Regions from separate parts of the Mus musculus genome. Here region 1 is linked to region 2. The links are chromatin contacts, called in public promoter capture Hi-C maps. All regions are on one chromosome and are shown on one strand. Each heading gives the region's core, a stretch centred on a gene start, on an enhancer-like site or on the middle of the called end of the contact. The rest is flanking DNA. Distances are from core to core; before and after follow the strand shown.

Evidence for each region. Promoter capture Hi-C pulls out the DNA fragments that hold promoters and counts their contacts.
Region 1: a promoter capture Hi-C map of pre-B cells shows a contact between it and region 2. The contact joins the promoter of Wars2 here to the promoter of Map9 in region 2. A contact is called at or near these places in 1 of 39 promoter capture datasets (pre-B cells) and 1 of 484 Hi-C or Micro-C datasets (CD4 T cells).

Annotation. Positions count from the first base shown.
Region 1 is chr3:99,139,479-99,143,909 of GRCm38.p6, forward strand. Wars2 (tryptophanyl tRNA synthetase 2 (mitochondrial)) reads left to right here and starts at 1,612. Exons shown (of 6, transcript NM_027462.4): 1 at 1,612-1,710. The coding sequence starts at 1,621.
Region 2 is chr3:82,356,737-82,360,749 of GRCm38.p6, forward strand. It overlaps Map9 (microtubule-associated protein 9), which reads left to right and starts at 1,336. Exons shown (of 14, transcript NM_001081230.1): 1 at 1,336-1,519; 2 at 2,239-2,388; 3 at 3,154-3,238. The coding sequence starts at 2,314.

The sequences.
Region 1 (4,431 bases), core at 362-2,861, about 17 Mb after region 2:
GCTATGCAAATAGTAATACTTTGCTTTCTATCTGAAGACTAGACACCTAAGGCATTTATAAAACCCCATGTTACAGTAACCATTGTCTATATCTTCTCTTGACTGGCTTTGTCCTGGGCTTCTGCTACACCATGTGTCTTGGGTTTTCTATTAATTCCTGGCCACTTTATTTCCATTACTCGGCCACTTTTTATTCTAAATTCAATCTAGTTTATTCAGTTTTTGGAGTCTATTACCATGTTTTGTAGCTCAAGTGTCCCGTTGGCTCTATACTCGGGTATGTAGTCAAAGTGCATTGCACCTGGAAATACATGTGCCTCAAATTTTAACAACAAAATCATATTGTTATGTTCTGCTGAGGGCGGAACCATGGCTTCTTCAGCTTTCTCCACCTCATACCTGTAATTCCTTCCCTGCTCACTTCCAGTTACTCTGGAACAATTGCATGCTTCTAAGATTTTATTGTATGACTGGAGTTTTATCTTACTTTAGATTTCAACTCCTCGGGAGTACAGGCATCTCAAATACAGCTTACTGCCTATGAATCTTTGATAATTTCCAGTATGTGTTTCTTAGACTAATATAACCAATGCAATGGGATTGTGTCAAATCTGCTCTTTATATTTTTTACTGATTTTTAATCTGAGAGTTTTCAGTTCACTGAGAGAAGTCATCATCTTTACACAAAACATCTTCCATCAAGCATCACTGGTGTCATTGTTACTGAACCTCCGCGGAGCACTGCAGCTCTAAGCATTGTCCACTCTGAACTTGGTACTTGCTTCTATATCACCTCGTCAGTATGCATAATTCATTCTCTGAACCCATGAGACCCCACACTTCCGGAAGGCAAGGTACACACATATCCATCAGTGTTTCACTCAGGGCACTAGAGTAAAGTTGCAGACCCGATGACCAGCATGTAGGTCTCAAAAAGTCATTTATGGTCCTCTAAGAGAAGCAGGCTTCATTCTTAAGAGACACGAATGGAAAGCTGCATCTGGAAGCTTGATTAAAAAACAAACAAACAAACAAAAAACTACATGACTTTTTCCTGTAAGAAATAAGTCAATGGAGGGAAAATGAAATAAACCCAGTTCAACTTCAAAACTGTGAGAGCTGACGTTTATTGGTCTAAGGTTCAGTATCAATGAACACAGGATAGCAAGTCATGTAGTTTTGTATTAGAGAGCAGGTGGTGAGACATGGCTTTGCCAGAATCATTGACTGCTTTTCTTCGGAACTGCAGGGTGAGAAATTACCTATTTTTTTCCACCTTTGGTCTCCAAGGAAATCCGAAGGTGCTAGGATTCCAGGAGCCGTGGGTCTGTTTTTAGCCTTCGTTTAGGGTGGGTGATTTCCTTTACTTCCACGTCTAAAGAGCAACAACTCATTTCTTGAGTCTCCCTCAAGGAAGCTGGCACAAAGGAGAAGATGGTCGGGAAAACACTAAAGCCTAGGGCCACCTATTCCAAGGCGCACCTGCGCTGCAAACTTAGGAAACATCGGTACTGAGCTACTTTGGCCAGCGGCAGCCCAGAGGACAGGCGCATGCGTAGTAAGCACAACTCGGCTCGCCCGCAGACGTCATTCCGGGCCGGCGGCCCCGCCCTTCTCAAGATGGCGCTGTTCTCTGTGCGGAAGGCCCGTGAGTGCTGGCGCTTCATCCGGGCACTTCACAAAGGACCCGCAGCAACTCTGGCTCCCCAGGTAACCCGAGCCGGTCTTCTGCTTTAGGTCTCCGATCCTGCGAGCGCCTTCCCGCTCCCCTTCCCTTCCGCCACTTATTTCTCCCTTCCTGCTTCCTGTAAAGAGCCCTCCACACTTTCTCTCCGAGGTCCACTAGCCTATGACTGTCCCCAACTCAGACCACAGCGACGTTGCACACATGTGACCGCAGGAGGTGCTGCTGCTGGAAAGCACACGCCGCCGGGCCGCGTGGCCAGTGTTGCCTGGCAACGCAGGAAGCCATCTCCTGAAAGAGTGTGACGTTATCAGAAACTTAGTTGCTCTGCGATCGATCGTTCTCTTGCGCACCGTTCTGTTACGTTTTTAGCCTCCTCCCCCTTACAACTTCCCGGGGTGCAGCGGAGAAATCAGAAAAGTTTTCTTAGAATTGGGTTGTTTAGGTTAGTGCAGTAGCTAGCGTGTGGAACGCGAGCAAGAATCGGTGCTCGGTGATCCTTAGGCGCCTGCATCTACCAGGCCCTGTAACCAACAGCAACAAGCTGCCGAGGTACTTCATAGTGTTGCTTGCCTGGCAGCACTGCGATTACCACGACTGAGCTGATGAGCATGATATATTATGTCGAGCCCCGCCACATTTGCATTTTATCCTCAGAGCCAAAAGGTGTTGGGGAATTTGCTTTGTTCTGACAAGCACAAAACATCCCAGAATATATCAGTTTGACATAGATGATCTCGGAAGTCTTGTCTGAGAGCGGGAAGGAAACTTGAACTTCTGTGATGAAGTAATTTTTACACATTGCATATTCATAGCCATTAATGCACAGATATGACATGAGGGTGTCATGTTGTAACTGATGTATTATTGGAAAGCTTTCTGGCCTGGTCCTAAAAGTTCCTGGCTTTTTCTAACATTTGCTAGCTGTGTTACAGAACCAGTTGTAATCCTCTGGGCAGATGGAATAGAGGGAGAATTGGAGTGATTGGCATGTTGATGTACTTCCAAGACTGGAAAGCTTATGGGTTCATGACTATGAAGGTAAAACATAGCCAGCAAGAGTAGATGAAACTAGCATGTAATATTATATTTTGAATCATCCCACAAGTTACTCATTCTCTGAACTTACTTTTTTTTTCTTTAATGTAAACTTCACAAGATTCTTTACGAATAAAAGACACAATACTAGAAATTCAGCAAACAACTATTCAAATGTTACTTTACATTTTAAGAAACAGTGTTAGTTAAGAATTGATTCCGGCTTTAATCATCAAATGTTGTTTTTCTTGAGGTTTGGGAATTTCATTTTTTGGAATCTGATAGGCATATTAATGTGTATACAACCAAGAATATCTAGGACAGATTACTGTTTTTAAACCCTTGATTTCACTTTAAATATAAAGAATTAAATGTTAAAGTTAGTTTCTGCAGTGTTATAATGCATATCAGTTAAAAATGATAGCATGAAAGATTAAGGCAAGCCCAGTCTGGTGGCAGAGGCCTGGAATCCCAGCTATTCTGGTGGCAGAGGAGGAGGGGAGGGGGTCACAAGTTTAAAACCAGCCTGGGTGATTAAGTGAAATTCTTTGTCTCAAAATAAAAAGTGAGAGGATAGCTAAGTGGCAGGATGCTTGCTCAGTACACATGATGATGCAGGTACCAAAGCACTGATGAAGTTCTCCTGAAAGACTGATGGAAAAGATTAAACACTGTGTTCAGAATATGATGGCAGCAGTGTTTGCACAGAAGTGTTTACTCATAGGAAGAAAGACTGGAAGGAAAACAACCATTTTTGATGGGCTTTGTTCATCCTAAATAGTGGATTAAAAGTAATTGAAGCGTGCTTTAAGCCTTTGTTTTTGTGTGTTTCAAATTGCAGATATATCACTTTTATAACCAGGAAAATTTAAAAGCATAAATCTTCCTACAAACCTATAGTCACTGATGCTGTTTGGGCATTTTAAGTTTCTGAAAGAGATACCTGTCCTCTATGGCCATTATTAAAGTGGCCTTGGAAAAGGACTCCTAAAAATTTATGGCCACTCTTCCTGTGTGTGTCTTCTTTTTCTATTGAAAAGCGTCCTTTGAAGTCAAAGGGATTTTGTGAGCAGATGCAGAAATATGTGAAGAAAGAATTGGATTCTCAAACCAGATGCACTGGACATTTTTATGACATCTCATAACCTTTGTAAAAAACAAAACATTATTTTGTAAAAGCATATTATAATAGAAAGACATGCGTATTTATCATATAGGTGGTTTTATGAAACCAGGGGATGGTTAGGTTACTTGGTTATTGATTTAGGCTGTGCACTTGCCCCCTGAGGTGGGAGCAGACACGGATGAGCCACGGTGGGTTTTTGTTGGAAACTGACTGACTGAATGTATTGTGAACCTTAAGTTGTTTTAATGCTCTGCAAAAAATCTTTTTAACAGCATCTTGGTTAAGAAGTGTGGCATTAGTAAGAAGTGAAATGTATTTACTCCTCAAGGCTACATGTAAACTCAAATTCAAAATAGCAAGAAAAGGCCTAGAGGTGTGACTAGTGCTGGCCAGGTATGGGAGAGGTCCTGGGTTTAATCTTTAGTATGTTAGAGAGAGGTATAAGGGAAGAAGATATGAATACAAGCACATCCTACATATTCAATGTGGATGTCTACAATTTGTGCAGCAATGGTTTATTTTGTCAGGTGTTGCTTGACGGAAGACTGTTGAAATCTGATGAGAGGAGCGTAATCACGAAGTC
Region 2 (4,013 bases), core at 86-2,585:
TGTGTGCAACCCGGCCCTATTGGTAGCTGGGAACTCAGTGTTCTCTATCATTGATGTTGTTGTAAGTTTATTTTTGTAAGTCATGCCTACATTAAAGTTATATCAGTTAAATGAATACCAAATGAATAGAGCCCTTACACATTATCTAAAAATTAGTTCTTCCCATTTGGGTACCCGCCGTGGGTACAGGGCCTTTATCAGAATCATAGATGTTAATAAAATGTAGGATAGAAAAGCTAACAGTAACTGGTGAAAATAGAAAATCTTTTCCTTATGCAGATATTCACTTAAAAATAGTTAAAAACAACATAATTAGCCAAAACAAATTTACCAACCAAGAACAAGTTGAAAAACTTAAACTAGGCTTTTTAAAGGAGTTATTGCAAATATTACTTAGAAACCTTTTTCTCACTGAACTTCATATTTGTTTTTGTGTATTTAAAGATCTATTTGTCAGGGTTATTTTTTAAAAGAAACATTGTGGAGATACAGAAACAAGTTTAGTCACTTGTTAATGAATTGATTTCGACATACCTTTTTCAAGTTAAAAATAGATGAAGTCTGTGTAACTTTAAAAGTTTAAGTGTTTTGTGTATTAATAAATTATTAAATGGCAAAGATAGTGATACTGTCAGCAGTACTTTTTCCAGCCTTCTCCCCTGTGTTTTATTTGCTGACTTCTTTTTAACCAGATTATCTACTAAATATAGAAAGGGTAAACTTTTCACCAAAGATGTAAAACAGGCTCTGGGCTGTGTGTGCTTATGGGATACTTTAGCACACACACCCCTACCCCTACTCTCTGCCTCCTCCTCCTCCGCCCCCCCCCCCCCAACTGCATTACTTACAAGAAACGCTCCTATGTAATATTAACTGAATGCGATTCTAAACATTTCCCAATATTTCGCTATATATTGTATTCGGTATTCACTGCAATCCTTTAAGGAGACAGTCTTATTAGTTTCTTATCAAATCATAGAGATCTTATTTTGCATATTCCAAGAATCAAACGTGCAGTTTAACTCCGACGATTGCAAACGTCACTACTACGTCGTTCTGTTGAGTCCGCTGACACTGCACTGACTCACGCATTCCACGTTCTAACTAGCAAAAGGAAGCTTTGCATCGTGGTCACGCAATACCTGCCTATAAACAAGGACTCTGAGCAGGGGCAATCAAGGTTCCTTGTGGCGTGATGGCAGAGGGCCGGTCTTGTTTCCTAGGTAACAGCCATTGCACACAAGCTGATAGGGCACCGCGCTCCCAACACCTCCACCAGTGATGTCACTTCCTTGGTCTGTGCGGTTGTCCCAGCGACGCCGGCGGAAAGGCGGTGTTGGGTACCCAAGAGACCAGGCGGTTGGAAGTCACTTCCTCCCGGGGACGCTGTTGCCTAGCAACCGCCTTCTGCCTCCATCTTTTGCCCCGCCTCCAGGTTATTCCAATACCTGGTTTCCCAGACCGCGAGGCCCGGGCCGGGGGCGACACCTGTGCTAGAGCATAGCCGCTGGGTTCTCAGGTGGTCACAGGGGCCCGGGTGCACGGGGAGCGGGGTGGATGCAGGAGGCGCGGGCCGTGGTACGTGGAGGAACGGAGGGGACCGTGCTGGGTGTGCGGGGCCCTGGCGCGTGCTGGGCCGGGAGCCGCGCGGAGCTGGGATGCGGACGCCGCCTGGCCAGCCCGGGGAGCTCTGGGCGGTGGCCGGCGATCCAAATGGGCCTCCGACGTCGCGCGCTGGAAGCCTGATGTGCTGCAACTTAGTGTGGAGATGTGTGTGTAACAGCAAACGAATGGTTTGGGAAAATGTCGCTGCTGCTTGTGGTTAAGCATCGTTTTGAATACTGTTATGTGCAAGCCATTTCCGGGGCTGGGAACCTTGACAGTCCTCTTGGTTGCAGCTTGAACTAAGTCGTGGTGGCGTCCGCAATGCTGTGTGTTTTTAATAATGGAAAGTGAAATTGTTTGGCAACATTTTGTTATTATGTAGTTCATTCATCCTTCTAGTGGATGTAGAACAGTAATAACTTCCTCATGGATTTTCTTTTCGTGAAAACCAATTTGTTGTGAAATTTTTATGTACTTAACATAAAACGCTCTTAACGTTTTTAGGTGAATATATTGTACAATGATTAGAGCGATTTCTCTTTGGAGCGGGGTTGTGGGGCACTAATCCCAGGAACAGTGTCTTGATCATGTAAAAACGTCTAATTCTTTAAAATATTTATATGTATATTTCAGCCACCATCAGAGGTTGAATGAATTATTTCAGTAATTTATTAACTGTTGTATAAAAGCAGAGAAAAAGGACACACCATGTCCGATGAAATCTTCAGCACAACTTTGGCGTACACCAAGAGTCCAAAGGCTACCAAGAGAACTTCCTTTCAGGTAAAACGCTGCAAAGCATTTGGTTTTGATTATGCTGCTGCCTAGCCCTTGCTGGTTCTCACAAGATCTGGCATGACGTGGGAGGAGTTCTTGCTTCACTGTTAGTGTGTTGTAGGTCATCTGTCAACTTTGGGCTCCAGTATTGAAACACCCCTCTCTGTAGGATCCTGTCTTCAATATTTGGTTTCTAAGTTGCAAGCCAAAGAGCGACTTCAGAGCTTGGCTCTCTTTAGATTTTGGTTTTCTGTCGTAAGCGTCACAAGGTCTGACTGTGCCAATGCTGCATCCAACTCTTGTTCCCGTGTTTATCACATTATGCCCATCTCTGTAATACACTTCAAGGACCAGTTTGAGGCTGAGGGTCTGCCTCAGTGGTAGGCTATCAAAGTAGCCTGTCATGCTTGTCAAACCTAAGCACTTCCCTCCCTCAAAATGTAGGCATCTGTAACAGAATGTCAGTTTCTAGTAAATCCAATTAAATTGATGCCCCTATCATTCATTAGCATTTAGCGAAGATTGTAACCTGCAATTAATCTATCTAATACTAGTAGTCACTTCCTATTTATTTACCAGTCCCGAGGAAATGGCTCAATTCTGCGCTGAGTCTGATGACGTGGGTACGTTGTACAGCGTAGGCTTAGAGTAAAGTTGGGTGAATGAACTTAAATGTGAATGTAGAATAACCGAGTATAGTTGTTTTAAGATCTAAGTACGAGACATCCCTGCTTGAATGGGAATTGATGTTAGTTACTGATCTCGTTGCAGGATGAGCTGATCAGAGCCATTACAGCCCGGTCAGCCAGGCAGAGAAGTTCCGAATACTCCGATGACTTTGACAGTGACGAGATTGGTATGTAAGTGAATAGACAAATGAGCCAGGGTCCTGTGTTTTGCTGTCTTAGTTGCATTTCACCTATCCCATAACCTCTCATGATGGATGCCTGTGAATTCACTAGCTTCAGAATTCTATGTGTGCAGTGAGTTAGGAAGCCACTCTTAATTTTCAAGGAGATCACAAATTATCTCTACTTATTTCTGAATGTAAATTTAAAACTATTACTAGGTCTATAGTAAAATGCTACCTTAGGACTAAGCTGTCTTTGGAAGTAGTTTCATCTTTAAGTTCAACTTTAAGAATTCTATATCTGTAATTGCAACCGGGGTTCACAGGGTTAAACAGTGGTGCTTATGTAATGCTTTTGTGACACAGACCAGATCTGGGGCTGTAATAGAGGGTATAGTAACTGATTTTCTGTTGCTGGTGTAAAACATCATGAGCAAAAGTGACTTAGAAAAAGAGTTCATTTCGGTCTACAGTTCAAAATGATGTGAGCGAGGTGCCTTCAACGGCAGACACACAGAGCAGAAAGAGACCTGGAATGATGTCAAGGCTGTGACAAAGCCCACTCCCAGAGAAGTACTTCATCCACAAGCCAGTCCCTCCTCACCAAACAGTGCCATCACGTGGGGACTAGGTAGTCAAGTTCCTGAGCCTACGGGAAACATTCTCACCCAAGTGACCATAACTCACTTCCTATAACCCATAGACTCATGGCCAATGCACAATGCATTCAGTCTAACTTTAAAGTCCCCCATAGTCTTTAACATTTTCTGCACTGTTTAAA